6 separate regions of the Mus musculus genome follow, and all the other regions are linked to region 1. The links are chromatin contacts, called in public ChIA-PET, HiChIP or PLAC-seq, Micro-C and promoter capture Hi-C maps. All regions are on one chromosome and are shown on one strand. Each heading gives the region's core, a stretch centred on a gene start, on an enhancer-like site or on the middle of the called end of the contact. The rest is flanking DNA. Distances are from core to core; before and after follow the strand shown.

Region 1 (2,750 bases), core at 55-2,554:
GTGAATTCGAGGCCAGTCTGGTCTATAGTGAGTTTCCATATGTAGCCATTGCTACACAACACAATGAAACGGAAAAGGAAATCAGAGGCTTGGGAACTTGTTAAGTGGTTAACGTTTGTTCTTCTTCCAAAGGACCCAGGTTCAGCTCCCAGCACTCCCACAGGTGGCTCACAACCATCCACAAACTTCTTCCTAGGGGATCAGATGCCCTCTTTAGACCTCTGCAAGCACTAGGCACATACAAAGTACACACACATACATGCAGGCAAAACATTCATACACCTGAAATAAGAATACATATTTAAAAGACGGGGGTGAGAGGCGGGCGTGGTGGCGCACGCCTTTAATCCCAGCACTCGGGAGGCAGAGGCAGACGGATTTCTGAGTTCGAGGCCAGCCTGGTCTACAAAGTGAGTGCCAGGACAGCCAGGGCTATACAGAGAAACCCTGCCTCAAAAAACCAAAAACCAAAAAAAAAAAAAAAAAAACCAAAAAAAAAAAAAACCAAAAAAAAACAAAAAACAAAAAAAAACAAAAACAAAAAAACAAAAAACGGGGATGAGGAGAGATAGCTCAGTGGTTAAGAGCACTTGTTCTTGCAGAGGAGCTGGGTTCGATTCCTAGCACTCACAAGACAATTCACAAATGTTTCTAACTCTAGTTCCAGGATGTACAAGATATACACGATATACAGATACACATACGTTCAAAACACTCATACACATAAACTAAATCTTTTTTAAAAAAATGTAAAAAACAAAACTATTTTTTTAAAGCTGAATTCACCACACATACGCGCGCCCGCTTGCTCTTGTCCCAGCCCCACGCGGGCTCGGGATCTGGGGACAGTGGTGGCATTGGGGAGGTCAGTTGGGATCTGACCGACTGTCGGTCCCCTTTGCCCCTGCCAGATAAACAGACGGCCGTGGGAACTCAGAATCGCCCCTTCCCGATGCTGGGATCTGGGGACAGGAGCCTACGCTGCCCGGCGCCTCATAGCACCTGGGAGCCACCGCGGCTCTAGCGATTGCAGATTGGTCGCGGTCCCCGCGACGTGACCTGCGCGCGAGGCTTGTTCGCCCGCCGCGGCGTCCGCGCTGAGGCCTCCGCACCTCCAGAGGGCGCTCTGCGCGGGAGTGGCCAGCCGCTGGGCCTTCGGAGTGTCCCGGTCCGGTCACCGTCCCGAGCAGCCCGGGAGCTCCGGAGCCCGCCTTACGAGTCAGCTCGTGGCTTTCACGGTTTCGGTTTTCGTGGATTGCCGGGAGGTGAGGGGGAGCCAGTGTGGTGCCCGCCCCGGAAGCGACAGTGGAGGAGGGTTGGGCACCCCGGGAAGGGTGGACCGCAGGGATAGCGGCTACTTGCAGAGAGCCTACGGGCTTTGTGGACAGGCGAGGCCACAGGATTAGTTAAGTGGCGTTGGCTATATCTGCGAGGGAAGGGAGTGGAGGGATGAGGGACAACGGAGCGGGGTGGGGGTGTGCTGCGGCGGACGGAAGCGTTTCCCATCCAGGGTTCATGGATTTAAGTGACACAATTTAGGGAGAGGACAGCGGAATCCAAAACAGGGAAGTGTGCACGGGAAGCACCAGGAAGTGTAGAGTGACTGACAGGCAGGAGATGGGAGTGGAAAGGTGTGCTCCGATTAGAAGGTTGGACCGCCAGAGTTGAAGAGATGGGAGGGAAGATAAAGAACTGAAGGCGTGTCTGTGTGTGTATCCTGTTCTGGCAGCTGACCGGAAGAACTGGAAGCCCCGAAGCCCCGGGTATAAATGCAGCGTGCTCTTGGCGTGGGTGGGACTGTGTAGCGGTGAAGCTTAGCAGGCGTTATGCTGGGGTGGGTGTTTTGGGAGGGGAGAGAAGCTGGATCATCCCAAAGTGGTGATCTGACCCTACCCACCATACCCCCTTCAGCCACCATGTTCAACCCGCAACTCCAGCAGCAGCAACAGTTGCAGCAGCAGCAGCAACAGTTGCAGCAGCAGCTCCAGCAGCAGCAGCTCCAGCAGCAGCAACAGCAGATACTGCAGCTCCAACAGCTGCTGCAACAGTCCCCACCACAGGCCTCCTTGTCCATTCCTGTCAGCCGGTGAGTTTTCCACTTCCAGGAGCAGTCTGAGGTCTGACGGCTCAGACCCACATTTTGGAGCCTGGCTCCCAGTAGTTATTTTTTCCCCAGGGGCATCCTTGTTTGAGTATTAAATGTCATCAGTTTCTACCTTGGAGGGGATCCTCCATCTGCCATTGAGATGGAGAGAATGGAGGTGAGAGACCTCCGGGTAGATGGCTTTCCCAGGACCCCTCTGACACCCTACTCCCATCACACAGGGGCCTCCCCCAGCAGTCATCCCCGCAACAGCTTCTGAGTCTCCAGGGCCTCCACTCGACCTCCCTGCTCAATGGCCCCATGCTGCAAAGAGCTTTGCTCCTACAGCAGTTGCAAGGTATGGCAGTTCCCCGTGGCCCTCAGCTTCTTCCTAACCCATTCATTCTTACCAACACTCACAGCGGCCCTAACAGCATCCTTATAGATGAAGATACCAGGCTCCCAGGAGATGAAGTCCACAGGCTACTCTGCTAAGTACAGGGTTACCGGGCTACGGTGCTGGCCGTTCCTGCCTCTGCTGATAAACCTAAGGGGAGGCACACCCGTAACCCCCCTCTACAAATGAGGATAGCAACCTGAGGCCCAGAAGAGGGACCATGTGCCCATAGTCACAACACAGGTAGAAGCTAATTAGACAGCCATCACT
Region 2 (2,885 bases), core at 188-2,687, 350 kb after region 1:
TCTGTGAGTCTGAGAACAGCCTGGACCAAACAGTGAGTTCCAGGACAGTTGGGGCTACAGAGAGATTTTGTGTCAAACAAAACATAGAGTCCCTGTTTCAGGGAAACACACACACCACAGCACTGGCTATCCTCCCCCAGGACCCAGGTTCAATTCCCAGCACCCACACAGTGGATCTTTTGTCCCAAATGATCCAAGGCAACCTGGCACACCTTTCTGGCTTCCTCAGGTACCCAGGTACTGGAGAATAGTGCTGTACACAGACATGCCAGAAAACAGAAGACCCTATAGACGCAAAGTAAGACAAACAGCATTTTCCTTACAAAGGCAATGCTGCTGAGGCTGATGGAAACAACACCTTTCAGAACATCACCTTAAGCTCAGCGGCCTTTTAAACGGCTTGTGCACAAATGGTCTCTTCATACAAAACAAAATTCAACGCCAAGCTAAGCTGAAAGTTTTCTAGAGTCAACCTGCACTCCATGGGAAAAGCACAGGCTCCCTCCCGTGGCTCCCACAGAACTCTGCCACTAAAGCTCAACAGTGTAAATGGAAAGCCAAATTCCTTGTTCCATGGAAAACCGAAAAACACTAGGTCGAATCTCAGCACAAAACCCTTTGAAGTAGCGGTGTGGAAACCCAGCCAGGTTAGAAGAAGGTCGGCCCAGTGGTCCATATACTCACCCCCTCCTTCTCATTCTCCATCAACACTTTCTTCAGAGCCACCTTCTGGCCCGTCTGACGGTGCTTGGCTTTAAAGACTTCCCTGCAGGCACAGAGAAAGACCCAAGGGACCCATAAGGCATTTCCGCAGGGAGTGCCCCTCCCCCGCGCGAAGGGGAGCAGCAGGAGCCCAGACCCACGGCGGGCGGGGTGCGGCCTCGGATCCGGGACGCGGTCATTCCACACCGCGTGTCTTCCGTCCTCCTCCCGGCCTCTGCTTACTCCTACTCAGCCCCTACTCCTCCCCTAGAGGTGGCCGCTCACATTCGGAGTGGCTCTCAGCAACCCTACCCAACCCCCATCACGGGCCCCAGGCTCCTCCCCGCCAGTCGGCTCGGTTGGGCCGGGAACGTCTGCGCCGCGGCCGAGCAAGACCGGGCAACAGCCACGAAAACAGAAGCTTCCGGACCACCTCGGCCCGGGCTCTGGGCGACCCGACGTCGGCCCTGGAAAGTGCAGGTCCCGGGCTCGCGGTCCCACGCGGCCTAATCTTACCCGAATGTGCCTTGGCCGATCTTGGCAAGTTTCTCGTACTTGGTGACCTCATCGCAGAACGGGCATTCCACCGAGTCGTACTGCTTGGCCATGGCCACCTCCAGCGCGCCTCCGCCGCCGCCGCCGCCGCCGCCCCCAGCCGCAGCTCCCGCCGCTCCCGGTCCCGCCACACTCCAGGCCCCTCCGCGGCCGCGCCACTTCCGCCTCCACGGCCACTTCCGGCCTCGAGGTGCCGAGCCCGCCTCTTCCGGTCTCCGCCCGCCGCCAGGCCCCCTGGGACTTGTAGTTCCCGGGAGGCCAGGGGGAGCCGGAGCTGCAGAGGAGCCTCCGCCGCCGCCACTGCCCCCGCCTCCGCCGCCGCCGCCAGCGCTGTTGGCGGCCCCGATCGGGGGCGCAGGAAGCCGTGGCGCTGGGGCTGGGGCTCGCGGCGGTGCGTCCCGCTGCATTGGCCCGGGCCGTGCTGCTGCCGAAGCTGCTGCCGCTCTGGCTCCCGATCCGGGGCCAGCCGCAGTGCCCTGCTCCTCCTCCTCCGACGGCGCCGCCTCCGCCGGGCTGCGCGGGGCGGCGGGTGGTGGTGGGGGGAAGGCCTGGGGGCGGAGGCTCCCTGGCCAAGCCCGGCCCGGGGCGGCAGGGCAAGGGGGCGAGATAGGCAGAGCAGACGAGGAGGCGGCCCGAAAGCCCGGGAGGGGGCGCGTTATAAAGGGGGAGGTGCCCGTCCTGGCCTCCCCTCCCCCTCCGCCCACCCCCTCCCTCCTCCTCCCACCCTTCGCAGCCGCACCTGCCGCCGCCGCCTCCCGCCCTCCCGCTCCCAGTCCAGCGTCCGCCCTCGGCGCGTCACTGCTCGCAGCCCCTCCTCTGCCTTTGGAGGTGGGGCTCCGCACTAGACACCTGCCTGCGGCTCCCTCCTGCGTGCCTCAGTTTATCCCCCGAATGCCAGCTGCTACAGAATGGCCCTTCTTCCAGGACCGGGAGTGTGCTCCCGGTGAGGCGAAGGCAGGAGGTGCCGTGGGAGCGGCCTTGAGGCCAGGGGAAGAGAGAACTGCCCCCGCTGCCGCCTCCGTCGTCTCAGCCACCCGCCGTTGACATGGCAACTGACGGCCGCCAGGGGGCGCGGCGACACTGTGGGCGGTGAGCGATCAACGCTCAGGCCTAAACCCTTGGATCTTGTGTTGTCAGGATGGATCTACTACAACCTTCCTTCACAGAGCCGCGCCAAAGCTGGTCTGTCCAGAGTCAATCATCCCCAAAACTGTTAACATTGAGCCGGCACTCCTGATGCTTTTGAAATGGGCGTGAGCCGGGCCTTGATGGCGCACGCCTTTAATCCCAGCACTTGGCAGAGGCAGATGGATTTCTGAGTTCCAGGCCAGCCTGGTCTACAGAGCCAGTTCCAGGACAGCCAGGAAAAACAACAATAACACAGAGAGACAGAGAGGAGAGTCTGAAGTCTGTTCTGTCTTCCTCTACTGTCTTGAAATTCTGAGCTGATCATGGCCGATTTTTCCAGCGTTTACCTCCTGGTCTGTGGTCCTACAAGCTCCCTTCTGTTTCAGTTTCCCAATCCCTCCTGTCTTCAGAGTTGCCACCCCACTCTCCAGGGTCAGCTGCAGGCTTCCCGTTTGCTTCCCCCTCTTGTTTGATGGAGACAAGTCGTGGCTGGTCTGGTG
Region 3 (2,700 bases), core at 182-2,681, 330 kb after region 1:
AGTGAGGGTCCTTAAGGACAGAGAGACCCAGCCCACCAGTGGCAAAACCAGGGCAACAGGCCCGTTATACCAGCCACGCTGCCTTTGCCGACAGCTATTTGGTGGGACAGCCCTGGCATATCTCCAGTTCTAGCAAAGATGGGAGCCATGGGCAAGCTAGCCCCACCCAGGGAGTGCCAGGTAAAGCTGGCAAGATTAACGGACCTTCATTTCCTGGGCTGCCTTCCCCAAGCTTCTATGCCCTCAGCCTTCACACACAAGACCAACCCTGGAAGGAAGGTTTTTTCCTTAATCTCTCTACCACTATACTGGACACCCACTGAGTGGGGGCCAGGACGTTAGAAATCTAGGAACTTTGAATTTTGGAATATTTGAGAGTTCCACCTTCTAACCCTAAGACAAGACAATGTAAGTAAGCAATTAGATCTGGAAGAGGAGGTACAGAGGGAGGGAAAGTACACTCAAGAGTTGTCGGGCCAGAATCCACAGGTGGGTACAGACAGCCTCAGGAGACGGCTTTGGGGGATGGGAGTGGAAACAGAAAATAAACAGAGAGGCCTAAATGAGAGGCATTTGAGGATATAAATCCAGTCGTGTGTTTCAATTACCCTACATTCTGAGAAACCTGTGCTTAGGCAGTTCCTTTCGGGCACCAGCTGGGTCGCCTGCCCTCTTATCCTCAAGGCTTGGCTGGAAGCCTCACAGCCCTAAACCGGTGCCACCTGCCTGGCCAGCATTAAGTTCTGGTCATTGACAACTGACCCTGGCACAGTTTGTAATCTACAGTTTGTTCTAGATTCTTGGTCTCTTTATTGCCTCTTTTTCTGCCTGCCCGCCGGTCAATTCTGAATACTTAGATTCCAGTCTTCGAGTCTTGGAGACCCCAATCCCAGATCCTCCTGGGTACTTCCACTCTGTACTCCAGAACTCCTCCCTTCCCTTCATCCTGCATTGCCCTGCATTGGAACTTCTAAAACTCAATTCAGATTCTGGACGTTCTGGTGTGTCACCTGCGCCCATTCCCTCTGCAACACCGGACACGCGCTCTCAGAATTCCCACATCGGGCCACCTGAGCTCAACTTTCCGGTCTCTGTCACCTCCCCTGGGCTCTGGGATGTCCCCGCCTCTCGAGCCCCGCAACTTCATGCTCCGGTGCCCCCAGCAGCTGGCGGAGAGCGGAGCAAGGCTCCGGTGCTGCCCACGTGTCAGTACGGGACCGTTTGCCCGCGGGAACGGTCAGAAACCTGATACTCCATGCCCGGCTCCTGTGGCGCTGGCCACGCGCTCATCCCCCGCCGCGCCGCGCCCTCCGTCGTTGCACCACGCGCAGAAACAGCTGCCAGGGACAGAGTCGAGCACAGTCGGCTCCGCGCCCACGACATAGTCTTAATGCCACCGCAAGCTAGGCCTGGGCCGGAGCCGCCCCGCTTCGCCCCGCCCCGCCCTGACGCCATCCTAAGACCCACCAATCCGAGTCTCTAGATTTTCCCGGACCAATGAGAAGCAGCGCCTTATCACGGCCATCTTTGTGAGGGGCAGATGGTCCGGAGGTGCGCTGCTCTCGCCATGCTTCTAGGGGGCGCTCTGCCGGGGAGGGTGGAGGGAAGAGGGTGTTCCTGGGAGGGGGTCCTCCATCTTAAAGGAACTCTGTACTCTTTTCGTCGCTATCCTCCACAGGTCTGTGCCAGGTCTTAAGGACTTCGCTGTACATCCAAAAATAGCCAATCCGAGCCAGCAGTTCTCAGTCCCGACTCCTTGGCAGAGAAGCTCTGAGCTGGAATAGAATTACAGGGCTGGCAGATGCCTGTGTCATCAATTCCCAGCACCGAAATGTCCTGGCTCACGCAGACAGTGGGGATGCAGCCTTTTCGGTCAAGAATATGACCCCGTCTCTCCAGGCTTTTTTTTTTTTTCCCCTTCGGTTTTTCGAGACAGGGTTTCTCTGTACAGCCCTGGCTGAACTGCAGCTCACTCTGTAGACCAGGCTGGCCTCGAACTCAGAAATCCGCCTGCCTCTGCCTCCCAAGTGCTGGGATTAAAGGCGTGTGCCACCACGCCCGGCCTCTCCAGACTCTTAACTCACTCTAGAAGCCTAGGAAGACTTCCCGGAAGAATGACACCCCTATCGAGGCCTGTGGGGTTCGGGGGGGGGATTTCCAGGCTAAGAAGGAGACAGTGGGAAAGACTTCCATTTGGTTGGACCGGGTTGCTCCCGGGATGCTTCATCAGCAGGGACCTGGAGCCCCGTATGAAATTAGGTTTGGAGAAATGGCTCAGTGGTTAAGTCTCAAGGTTCAAGTCTTAGGACCCACACTGCGGCTCACAATTGTAGACTCCAAACTGGGGATCTGACCCGACTCTGGCCTCCAAAAGCACAATGCAAACAGGCAAAAATATTAAGTAAAGATAAAAAAATTTTGGCTGGGCAGTGGTGGCGCACGCCTTTAATCCCAGCACTCGGGAGGCAGAGGCAGGCAGATTTCTGAGTTTGAGGCCAGCCTGGTCTACCGAGTGAGTTCCAGGACAGCCAGGGCTGTACAGAGAAACCCTGTCTCGAAAACAAACAAACAAACAAACAAACAAATAAATAAATAAATTGGAGTAAATTTGCTGGCTTTAGGGGAAGGTGTGTAATCTTATTGGGGCGTTGGAAACTCCCCCGTGGTAGAAAGTGGATTTGAGGGCCCTCTGGGGGAGGG
Region 4 (3,004 bases), core at 451-2,950, 480 kb after region 1:
TAACTGCTCCAAGCCTCAATTGTTTTCCCATAGGTGAAAATGAAGATGTTGACGACAGAAAATCCCTAGGGATACTTGCAGCCTTAACCACCAATTCTCCTCAGAAAACAATTCAAGTAGCCTTTACAGCACGGGTGCTAGCATAAGCATTTAAAAAGGTCGACTTTTGGTTTTGTTTTTATAATAATTTCTCCTGATGTACTATATCAGGGAAGAGTATCCCCCCCCCCTACTCATACCAGTCAAAAGATAAGGGTTAGGCAGTTAGTACGCTCAACAGTTATGCTGCATTTGATGGGGGGTGGGGGGCGGGGAGGAAGCTGCCATAGAACAGGATCACTGAAAAGGGAAACTGTAAATTTCCACCTCTCCTACAGGGAAAAGGCACTTTCATTTTCTCTCTCACTCTAAAAAGATAGCCAAAGTCACAGCAGTGTTCACGCGGTTTCATTGTAAAGACGTGCCAAAATACTTAAGAGGCACTATTTTTCTACCTAGGTCACCCATCTTTGAGAATACCGACAGCCCGCCCTCACTTCGACGCTCCCCATCCATTATTAAAAAAAAATAAATAAATAAATTTAAACATGTCTGCTGTGCCTTTCATGCAAACCTATAAACAGTCACATCTTCCCCGCAGCGACGCCCAGGTCTGAGTCCCACAAGCAGCGAGACTGCAGACTGCGGCGCTGGCTGGGGCCACTCCTCCCGCGACACTCCGAAACTGCTCCCCTTTCCCTTGGGATTTCTAAGGGTTCGGACCAGCTAAGACCCCTCCCTTTAAGTCCAGCCCGGGGAAGGGGAGGCGGAGAGAGCCTTGCGGAAGCAGTGCCACAGGAAAACCCCGTGTCCCCTGCCCAGCTGGCAGGAGTGGCCCTGGCGGCGCGCGCCCAGCCGCTCCCAGGTGGGTCTCTGCAGCCGGGGACAGCGCCCTGCTCCCGGGAGAGGGAGGCAGGGAGGGAGGAGGACGCAGGCCAGGCTTCGTTCGTCACGATTCACGAGGGAGGGTGGGAAAGAGGGAGGGATTGGAGACAGAAAGAAAGGGGGGGGGGAGCGGAATTGAGAGCTCTGGATATGCAGAAGGCAAGGAAAGGAGACGGTAGGAAAGGAATACGTCTGGAGAAGAGTTGGGGTGCAGAAGGGTGATGCTGCAGAGGAGGGTGGTGGGCTGGAGGGGATAAAGGCGCGGGTGGGGGAGGTGAACAGGGAGAGAGAGAGAGAGGAGAGGGATGGGATGAAGGGAGAGATGGCGTGATGGAAGTGAATGGATGAAGGTAAAAAGGAAAACGAGATGTTTATGAAGGCGAGGTATGAGGAGGAGGGATGGGATGAAGAGAGGTGGAGGAATAGAGACTGAGGAGGCGTCTGGGGTGAGGAGGACCGAGGTGAAGAGGGGATCTGGGTGAAGCGTGAGTCAGGGAAGCCTGCTGGCCGCAGGAAGCCAGAGGGGCATCCCTCCCGGGAGGGCGGCGCCTGAATAACGGGTTTCGCCGGCCCCGGGGCAGCACCCGGACGCCACTTACTCTCTCCGACCACCGCCTTGAGGCCAATGGGGGCCATGGCGTTCTTCGAGTCTTCGGGCTCCGATGCTCCTCCCGCGACACCGTCGCCTCCCCCGGGCCGCGCGCCCCGCTGTCTGCAGCCCGCCGCCCCGCAGTCGCGCTCGGGACCGACTGACGCGCGGACTCCGCGCGGGGGCGCGACTCGGGCCAAAGCGAGGCTGTGTAGCGGCCAGCGCGCGCGGGAGGGGCGGGGCTGCGGGGCGGGGCCTCGCGCCAGCCGTCATCGTCACCCGCGCGCTGCCGCCAATAGAAGCGCGGCCCGGGCGCGAGACCCCGCCCTCCGGGATGCAGGCTCCGGGAGCGCCCTCCCCTGCGCCTCACGCTCGCGCCAGGGCCTCAGGGTCCTAAAATCCCCTCGCCAGCCCTGCACGGGCTGCCCAGGTCATGGGAATCTCCCTAAAGCCAGGCTGTGATGCTCTTCCTGCTTTTTTGGGAGCCTTCCATTTTCTCCTGCCAAAAAACCGAACTCTGAGAGCAGATTCTTATTAACTGTAGTCCCATTCCCAGCCACAACATAGGCTTACAGTACACTGACACTATCCCTGTGTCTCTGTGGTCTGTTTACCATTGATGGAGAGCTAAGCTCTGTGTTACACACCTTTCAGGTATCATTTTACTAAATTCGCGCAATAACCGAACATCATTTCTAATCTTCATTTTCAGGTACAAAAACACACCCGAGGCGCTTGCTGTTGTACCATTTATCTATCAGTCACTAATGAATATTATTCTCCCATAACTATGTATAAGCTATGTATATGAATTACTATGGATATTCTGTATACTGGAGCTGCACTCGTGCACAAGACATGGAACAAATCCAGTAGTTTCCAAAGTCCAAATCTAATTAGGAAATACTACAGAATCAACTCTGGACTCAGCATCTCCTTCCTCCTGTCTACATGGTCACATACTGGTTTTCGAGGTTCCATCTTTGCTAATGAAGAAGGTTGCTTTGGAAATACAGAACAAGAGTAGGAGACGTACCTCAGAGGTGGAGCACTTGCTTGTTATATGCAAGGTCTCCACTTTGATCCCTGATGGTGGAAAATAAAATAAAGTGCAAAGAAAAAATGAACAAGTCCAACTAACTTAAAAATCACAAAGGATGGGGCTGGAGAGATGGCTCAGTGGTTAAGAGCACTGGCTGTTCTTCCAGAGGTCCTCAGTTAAAGTCTTAGCATTCACATGACAGCTCACAATTGTCTGTGACTGTATCTAGTAGGACCAAATGCCCTCTTCTGATGTGCATACATGCCAACAGAATACCCACATACATAAAATACATGCATGAATAAATCTTTTTTAAAAACATTTTTAAAAGGAAAAATCACAAAGGAGCCAGGTGTGGTAACACATACCTTTAGTCCTAGCACTCAGGAGACAGAAAGCTAGGGGGTCCCTGAGTTTGAGACCAGTCTGGTCTACAGAGCAAGTTTCAG
Region 5 (2,778 bases), core at 243-2,742, 320 kb before region 1:
AACTAGACGTAGGGTGTTATGAGTTCCGCCCCCTCTGTCCTGGACTGTTAGCAAGCAGGAAATGGTTCCTGCTGTGGGCCCCTGAGCACAGCAGTCATGTCGTATTTAGAAAACAGTTTTACTCTCTTCCTGCCGATGGTCATGCTCTTCAATTCTTTATACTTCTTGCTCTGTCTTCCAAAGTATTCTGGGAGCCTTTAGTCCAACTTAGGGTAAGACACCGGACAGTCTCTTAGTCTCAGCACAGTTAGCAGTCTCTTCACTAACCAACTGCCCACTTCAAAAAGCTGCTGTGACTAAGACTGAGAGCAGTGTTAATCTGTGGGTGTAAGTACAAGTATTCAGAAAGAAATTGGACTTGTCTATTTAGCAGAACAACAATAATAGCTTCTCCCCGCCAGTGTATGACCTTGTCAGCCTGGGATTTTAACCAGTTTGTTTACAGTGCCAGGAATGAATTTCCTCCTGTGGAGCAGGCCTCTAAGCAGAAAGTGATAGTTTACTTCCATACATTCATGCCATGGCTACATAAATAGGCCTATCTTTTCCAGCGGTTTAGTACTGGAGCAGGTACACTCACCCCTGGAGAAGGCCAGTGATGGCTTTTACATCCAGTGACGTTCATAACACATCTATAGGCTGTGGGTGTTTTGATTGGGTTTGGGTTTGGGTTTGGGTTTAATTTTGATGTTTAAAAAAGATTTCTCCAAATTGAATCTTTGTCTTTGTGTCTTACAGGTTTTGGGTCTAGTAATACTGGTTCTGTGTTTGGCCAGGCAGCCAACACTGGTGGGTCAGTCTTTGGCCAGGTAAGTATACATGATTGTCTCTCTCTGTGTGATCATCTGTCTAGTTTTTTCCCAGTGTAATAGACTTAGTTTATGCTCAGGGTCCAGGCTGGCAAGCAACCACATACAGTTCCTTTTTCCTTCTTTTTCTTTTCCTTTTTTCTTTTCTTTTTCTTCTTTTCCTTTTTCTTTTCCTTTTTCGGATTCTTTCCAGACAGATTTCTCTGAGTTGCTCTGGCTGTCCTGGAACTCACTCTGTAGACCAGGCTGGCCTCGAACTCAGAAATCTGCCTGCCTCTGCCTCCCGAGTGCTGGGATTAAAGGTGTGCGCCACCACGCTCGGCACATTCTAATTTTAGTACAGTGATATGCGTAAGCAAGCCCTCATTTCTCTATAACGGTTCATTTCCCAACATTTTGAAGTGAGCAGGTTTCTGTCTCACACCACCGTGCCCCTCAGCTGGCAGTCCCCATTGTTCCTCTGCACTGCTGCCTTTCCTAAAGCCTGTCTTATTCTGCATCATCACCCAATGTCAGCTTAACTAATGTGAGCAGCCCCCAAACCACAAGCTGGTCTCTGAAAGGACCGGATTCTAAACAGAAAGAGTGCCTGGAGCTTGTGCAGCTCTGAGTCAGCATGTGCCCCGAGTGCAGCATCCTCTGAGTGTTTGGATGCAATTCAACAGTGCTCATCATTTCAGCAACGGGGCTAATTTAGGCTGCTCTTGGCAGCACTGGGCAAGTCATTGTGAATGAGAAGTGCACAGTGGAGAGAAACGCCTGTAAATCACGAGTCATTGCTCATGACGTCACCTGACACTAGTGAAGACATCGGAGCTTCTCCCTGTTCTCAAACGATTTGTAAATCTGTAATGCTTGGTTTCCCTGCCCCTGGTATTGAGTCAGACAGTGCAGAAAGCATGGCAGATAAGCATTGCCACCTACTCTAAATGCAGTAACCAAAGAACCTCAGATTTGTAGGGAGCCTTCCAGAATCAGCCTCTCCTGGGGCTGTTCCAGAGTGTCTCTTCCAGAGATGGTGAGAGTTCTCTTTGCCCATCTGCCCTGGCTGTGGGCTGTCCAGCCAGGCTGTGCCTGCAGTTTTACAATGATCTCTAATCCTTCCTTGCTTCCTATTCCCCTCCTCACCCCCACTTGTTTTTTTCAGCAGTCATCCACTTCCAGTGGTGGCGTGTTTGGGTCTGGAAATGCTACAAGAGGGGGCGGTTTCTTCAGTGGCCTTGGAGGAAAACCCAGCCAGGATGCTGCCAACAAAAACCCCTTCAGCTCAGCCGGTGGGGGCTTTGGATCTACAGCTGCCCCAAGTGAGTTGAGAAGAGTTTTCCCAGCTCCGCGACCCACTCATGTCAAAGCTTCAAATACAAATACAGAAGAAACAAATACAGAAAGGGCTGAAGCTAGAGAGGGTCTTCACCTACACTGCTCTACTTTTGTGGTTATTGTTGTTTTAATAAGGAGTCCTCCTTACCTATGAAAGGACAGTAGAGCTTTGGGGACAGATGAGTGTGACAGGCTGCTTCTGTTTTCTCTCCTAAGGCCACGCTCACTCTTGTTTTCTACCCTGAGGTTACCTGAAGGCAGTGTGACAGACAGCAGCCATGAGCCCCACCCAGGCACAGGGCTTCTGCTCACCTGACTCCTCTGACGCTGAAGTGCACTAGTGTGGGCTCGGGCCTGCATGTTTCTCTGATTTACCTCTGCTGCCTTTTCCCCCGAAGCTGGATTTCCTAGCACGTTTTTCTCCACCTGATTTCCCATGTTGTGTTGATCTGTCTATCACGGTTAGAAGGAAAAGATGCTATAGACTGCTGCAGTGGATGGATGGCAAGTTGTATTCTTGCCATCCTTGCCTTACCTGCTTCCACTTAAGTGCTGTGTTGAGCTGTCCACATTAATGAGTGTAGTGTCTGCATCTCTCAGCTCTTTTCCTCATATTAAGGCCTGTGGCATGAAGAGCAATGTTTTCTGT
Region 6 (2,863 bases), core at 67-2,566, 290 kb before region 1:
TACGGAGAAATCCTGTCTGGAAAGACCATGTCCAGTAAGCTAGCACTCTTGAGGATCTAGCGGTCAAAAGGCAGACTGCACAATAAAATAAGAAAGACAGGGTTCTCATATAAAGCAAGATGGCTCCAAACTCTCCCTAGAGCTGAAGCCGGCCTTGAACTCTTTTTGTTTGTTTTGTCTTGTTTTGGATTTTGGTTTTTCCAGACAGGGTTTTTCAGTATAACCCTGGCTGTCCTGGAACTTGCTGTATAGACCAGGCTGGCCTCTCAAACTCAGATGTTGTGCTCTGCCTCCCAAGGGTTGGCATTAAAGGCCTTTTATGCTGTACACATTCCCACAAGTGACAAGATGGTCACCACAAGGCTGGCTACTTCTGTAGGGGTGCACTTTGCTCTGGAAGGGCGAACTCAGACCTTAGCCTTGACACTCAGCCTTCCTGACCTGCATGGGACGAGACGCTGAGGCCTGAAGTCCGGGCTCTCGGGAAGGCAGAGGCAAGAGACCAAGTGTTCAAGGTCAGAAACCTGGAGGCTGCTTTGACTTCATGAAACCCCCTAACACACAAGACAAAACAAAACCCAAGTCACCAGACCCTGAGACCTCGTGAGGAATGAAAACACAGGAATATTCCAATACTGAGAACTTGGATGCGGTGACAGCTACGGGGACCTTCTCAGCCAAGGCTGTGCAGAGGTACACAAGTCACCTGCTGCCCAGACCACCTGCCATGCTTCTGTCCTCATCCTCTGGGGTGTGAGATGTCAGAGTAGCGGGCAAGCCCAGACTTGAACCTGGACCTCTGCATGCTTTCAGAGCCCCTGGCATCGCCTGAGGTGGTGTCCCTAGATCCCCTCAACATCTCTAATCCTGCAGCTTGTGACATGGTGCGTGCTCACCGTGTCTGCAGAGGATCTGCCTCAGAGCCAGGGAAATGAGGACCAGAGCCGTGCCCTGGGCACTTGGTACCACCTTGACTCCAGGTCCCTGGCAGAGACTCCACTGCCCTGCCTGGTCTCCCAGATTCTAACCCGATCTCACAGAAGTCCCTCAGATTTTTTACAAACACAAGTTTGGTCTCATTACTCTGATCCTGCTAAGCCTACTGTGAGAGGTCAAGCACTCACCTGTGCATGCGGCTGCTGCTTGGCTAATTCTCAGCTCCCCACCTTGGCCCTGCAGCTCCCACCCTCCTTAGTGTCTCCCTGCTCCTGCTCTGATGGGGGGAGGGGGCAGCTGCCAAGCTCTGGCCACAACCCCAGGCAAACCACTCTGGCTCTTTACACAAGCCGGGTGCCCTTGGCCGGTGTTCAGCACCATTAGGACTTTGTAACTGTCTCCTGGCACATGGTCCAGGGCAATTAAACGACTGTTTGTGGGCAGTCTTTCCCCAGAAGAACCACACAGGCCAAGAGGACAGAGCCACACCCGCCTTGAGCCTTCCCATGTATCCACGACTTGACCTATACATGGGCCCCATAAAGCTTGTAGCCTGGCTCTCTGCCCCTCGGCAGCACGCTGGGTCACTGACTGCCCGGAGTTCACCCCTCAGAGCTGCAGGTGGAACAGGCACTTTTAGGACTCACTGTGACCACAGCACAAAGCTATCCCTCACACACTCGTGCACACCCAGACACATCTATAAATGTACACATGTGTGCACGCAAATTCACACATGTCCACACATGTCACATCTGTACACATGCAGACACATATAAGCGCACACATGCACATGTATACAAATGCATGTGCACACACATGTGCAAACAGATATACATGCATATACATCTGTGTGCTTATAAAAACAAAACAAAAAAAAGCAACGCATGTGCACACAGAGAGGGTCTCTCTGACCAGCATGTATGACGGAGGGTGAAGGGGATTCAGGAAGACCTGCAGTTGGTGACCAAGGAGGAACACCACGCTGCTGAAGAGGGTCGCCCCAATTCAAGGACTTCAGAAGTCAGCAGCCAGAAGCCAGCCCAGTACAGACCCCCTCGCGGTCTTGGGGACACACACAACTCGCCAAATCCATGGCCCTGAGCTAAACTAAAAGCAGTAAACTTTCCCTGTTTCTCCGTTTTTGTTTTTGTTTTTTAAATGCCCTCTCAAAGGTTCTAGACTTTTCTCACATATGCAGATTAGCAGCTGTCTGTGGGCCTGGCTTTATCCTCAGCACAGACAGCCCCGTGCAGCCCACGCAGACCACACAGACCACGCAGCCCCTTGGGGCTCTATTTTTCTCCTGTTCATTCTCAGGGTCCTGAGGTCATGAATCCCAACTCCTCAGTGTTGGGTTCTACAGCCAGGGGACAAAGGTCGATCCGGTCACAGGGCCACGTGCCCTAAGCAGCAGGGATTTTCTTCACTTTGCTCTTGTCTGAGTGTCTCCTCTATTTTCTATTCACTTAATGTTTTCTTTTAAAATTATGCACTTAAAAAATGTAACTGGGGGCTGGTGAGATGGCTCAGAGGGTAAAAGCACCGACTGCTCTTCTGAAGGTCATGAGTTCAAATCCCAGCAACCATATAATGGCTCACAACCACCCGTAACAAAATCTGACGCCCTCTTCTGGTGTGTCTGAAGACAGCCACAGTGTACTTACATATAATAAATAAATAAATCTTTAAAAACAAATGTAACTGGAGTGCCTGGGTGGAGGCACACACCTTTAATTCCAACACTCAGGAGGCAGAGACAGGCAATCTCTGAGTTTAAGGCCAATCTGGCCTACAGAGTGAGTTCTAGGACCTATATAGTAAGACATAGTCTGAAAAGAATACTATTTTTTTTAAAGATTTATTTATTATTATATCTAAGCACACTGTAGCTGTCTTCAGACACACCAGAAGAGGGCTTCAGATC

Evidence for each region. Promoter capture Hi-C pulls out the DNA fragments that hold promoters and counts their contacts. A called contact is a pair of places that touch in the nucleus more often than the background predicts. ChIA-PET counts read pairs in DNA pulled down with a chosen protein or histone mark. HiChIP or PLAC-seq counts read pairs in DNA pulled down with a chosen protein or histone mark.
Region 2: an RNA polymerase II ChIA-PET map of memory CD8 T cells shows a contact between it and region 1, with 28 read pairs. The contact joins the promoter of Cdk9 here to the promoter of Ciz1 in region 1. A contact is called at or near these places in 5 of 39 promoter capture datasets (cranial neural crest, liver, maxillary cranial neural crest and 2 more), 2 of 484 Hi-C or Micro-C datasets (B cells and regulatory T cells), 2 of 115 datasets of contacts at active chromatin or transcription factors (memory CD8 T cells and pancreatic cancer cells) and 2 of 9 other capture datasets (adipose tissue and liver).
Region 3: a contact with region 1 is called in a Micro-C map of embryonic stem cells, with 2.9 times the contacts expected there. The contact joins the promoter of Fpgs here to the promoter of Ciz1 in region 1. A contact is called at or near these places in 5 of 39 promoter capture datasets (cranial neural crest, maxillary cranial neural crest, neural stem cells and 2 more), 2 of 484 Hi-C or Micro-C datasets (embryonic stem cells and rod photoreceptor), 2 of 115 datasets of contacts at active chromatin or transcription factors (bone marrow-derived macrophages and memory CD8 T cells) and 2 of 9 other capture datasets (adipose tissue and liver).
Region 4: a FOXA1 HiChIP or PLAC-seq map of pancreatic cancer cells shows a contact between it and region 1. The contact joins the promoter of Stxbp1 here to the promoter of Ciz1 in region 1. A contact is called at or near these places in 1 of 39 promoter capture datasets (stem cell-derived epiblast-like cells), 2 of 115 datasets of contacts at active chromatin or transcription factors (bone marrow-derived macrophages and pancreatic cancer cells) and 1 of 9 other capture datasets (liver).
Region 5: a contact with region 1 is called in an H3K4me3 HiChIP or PLAC-seq map of bone marrow-derived macrophages, with 2.5 times the contacts expected there. The contact joins the enhancer-like site here to the promoter of Ciz1 in region 1. A contact is called at or near these places in 2 of 39 promoter capture datasets (the 3T3-L1 cell line and liver), 2 of 115 datasets of contacts at active chromatin or transcription factors (bone marrow-derived macrophages and embryonic stem cells) and 1 of 9 other capture datasets (adipose tissue).
Region 6: a promoter capture Hi-C map of liver shows a contact between it and region 1, with 2.4 times the contacts expected there. The contact joins the enhancer-like site here to the promoter of Ciz1 in region 1. A contact is called at or near these places in 4 of 39 promoter capture datasets (hippocampal neurons, liver, neural stem cells and 1 more) and 3 of 115 datasets of contacts at active chromatin or transcription factors (effector CD8 T cells and embryonic stem cells).

The regions. Positions count from the first base shown.
Region 1 is chr2:32,361,894-32,364,643 of GRCm38.p6, forward strand. Ciz1 (CDKN1A interacting zinc finger protein 1) reads left to right here and starts at 1,305. Exons shown (of 17, transcript NM_028412.2): 1 at 1,305-1,405; 2 at 1,912-2,086; 3 at 2,326-2,441. The coding sequence starts at 1,917.
Region 2 is chr2:32,711,347-32,714,231 of GRCm38.p6, forward strand. Cdk9 (cyclin-dependent kinase 9 (CDC2-related kinase)) reads right to left here and starts at 1,438. Exons shown (of 7, transcript NM_130860.3): 1 at 1,219-1,438; 2 at 685-766. The coding sequence starts at 1,310. It overlaps Mir2861 (microRNA 2861), which reads right to left and starts at 1,542; the gene lies at 1,461-1,542. It overlaps Mir3960 (microRNA 3960), which reads right to left and starts at 1,626; the gene lies at 1,554-1,626. Gm33457 (a long non-coding RNA gene) reads left to right here and starts at 1,964. Exons shown (of 2, transcript XR_001783272.2): 1 at 1,964-2,885.
Region 3 is chr2:32,692,744-32,695,443 of GRCm38.p6, forward strand. Fpgs (folylpolyglutamyl synthetase) reads right to left here and starts at 1,432. Exons shown (of 15, transcript NM_010236.2): 1 at 1,246-1,432. The coding sequence starts at 1,383.
Region 4 is chr2:32,845,532-32,848,535 of GRCm38.p6, forward strand. Stxbp1 (syntaxin binding protein 1) reads right to left here and starts at 1,701. Exons shown (of 19, transcript NM_009295.2): 1 at 1,524-1,701. The coding sequence starts at 1,560. It overlaps Gm13524 (predicted gene 13524), which reads left to right and starts at 405. Exons shown (of 2, transcript NR_166175.1): 1 at 405-904; 2 at 2,226-3,004.
Region 5 is chr2:32,037,364-32,040,141 of GRCm38.p6, forward strand. It overlaps Nup214 (nucleoporin 214), which reads left to right. Exons shown (of 36, transcript NM_172268.2): 30 at 739-809; 31 at 1,960-2,113. Among named protein-coding and RNA genes, the nearest start is that of Mir7674, 12 kb to the right of the region's middle. Within about 2 kb of position 1,493, at least 110 of the 459 cell types and tissues checked have an H3K27ac peak or open chromatin away from gene starts, as enhancers often do. A contact at or near this core is called in bone marrow-derived macrophages, where this site is marked.
Region 6 is chr2:32,073,260-32,076,122 of GRCm38.p6, forward strand. The region is part of intron 1 of Fam78a (family with sequence similarity 78, member A); the gene reads right to left. Among named protein-coding and RNA genes, the nearest start is that of Fam78a, 9.0 kb to the right of the region's middle. Within about 2 kb of position 1,317, at least 31 of the 459 cell types and tissues checked have an H3K27ac peak or open chromatin away from gene starts, as enhancers often do. A contact at or near this core is called in liver, where this site is marked.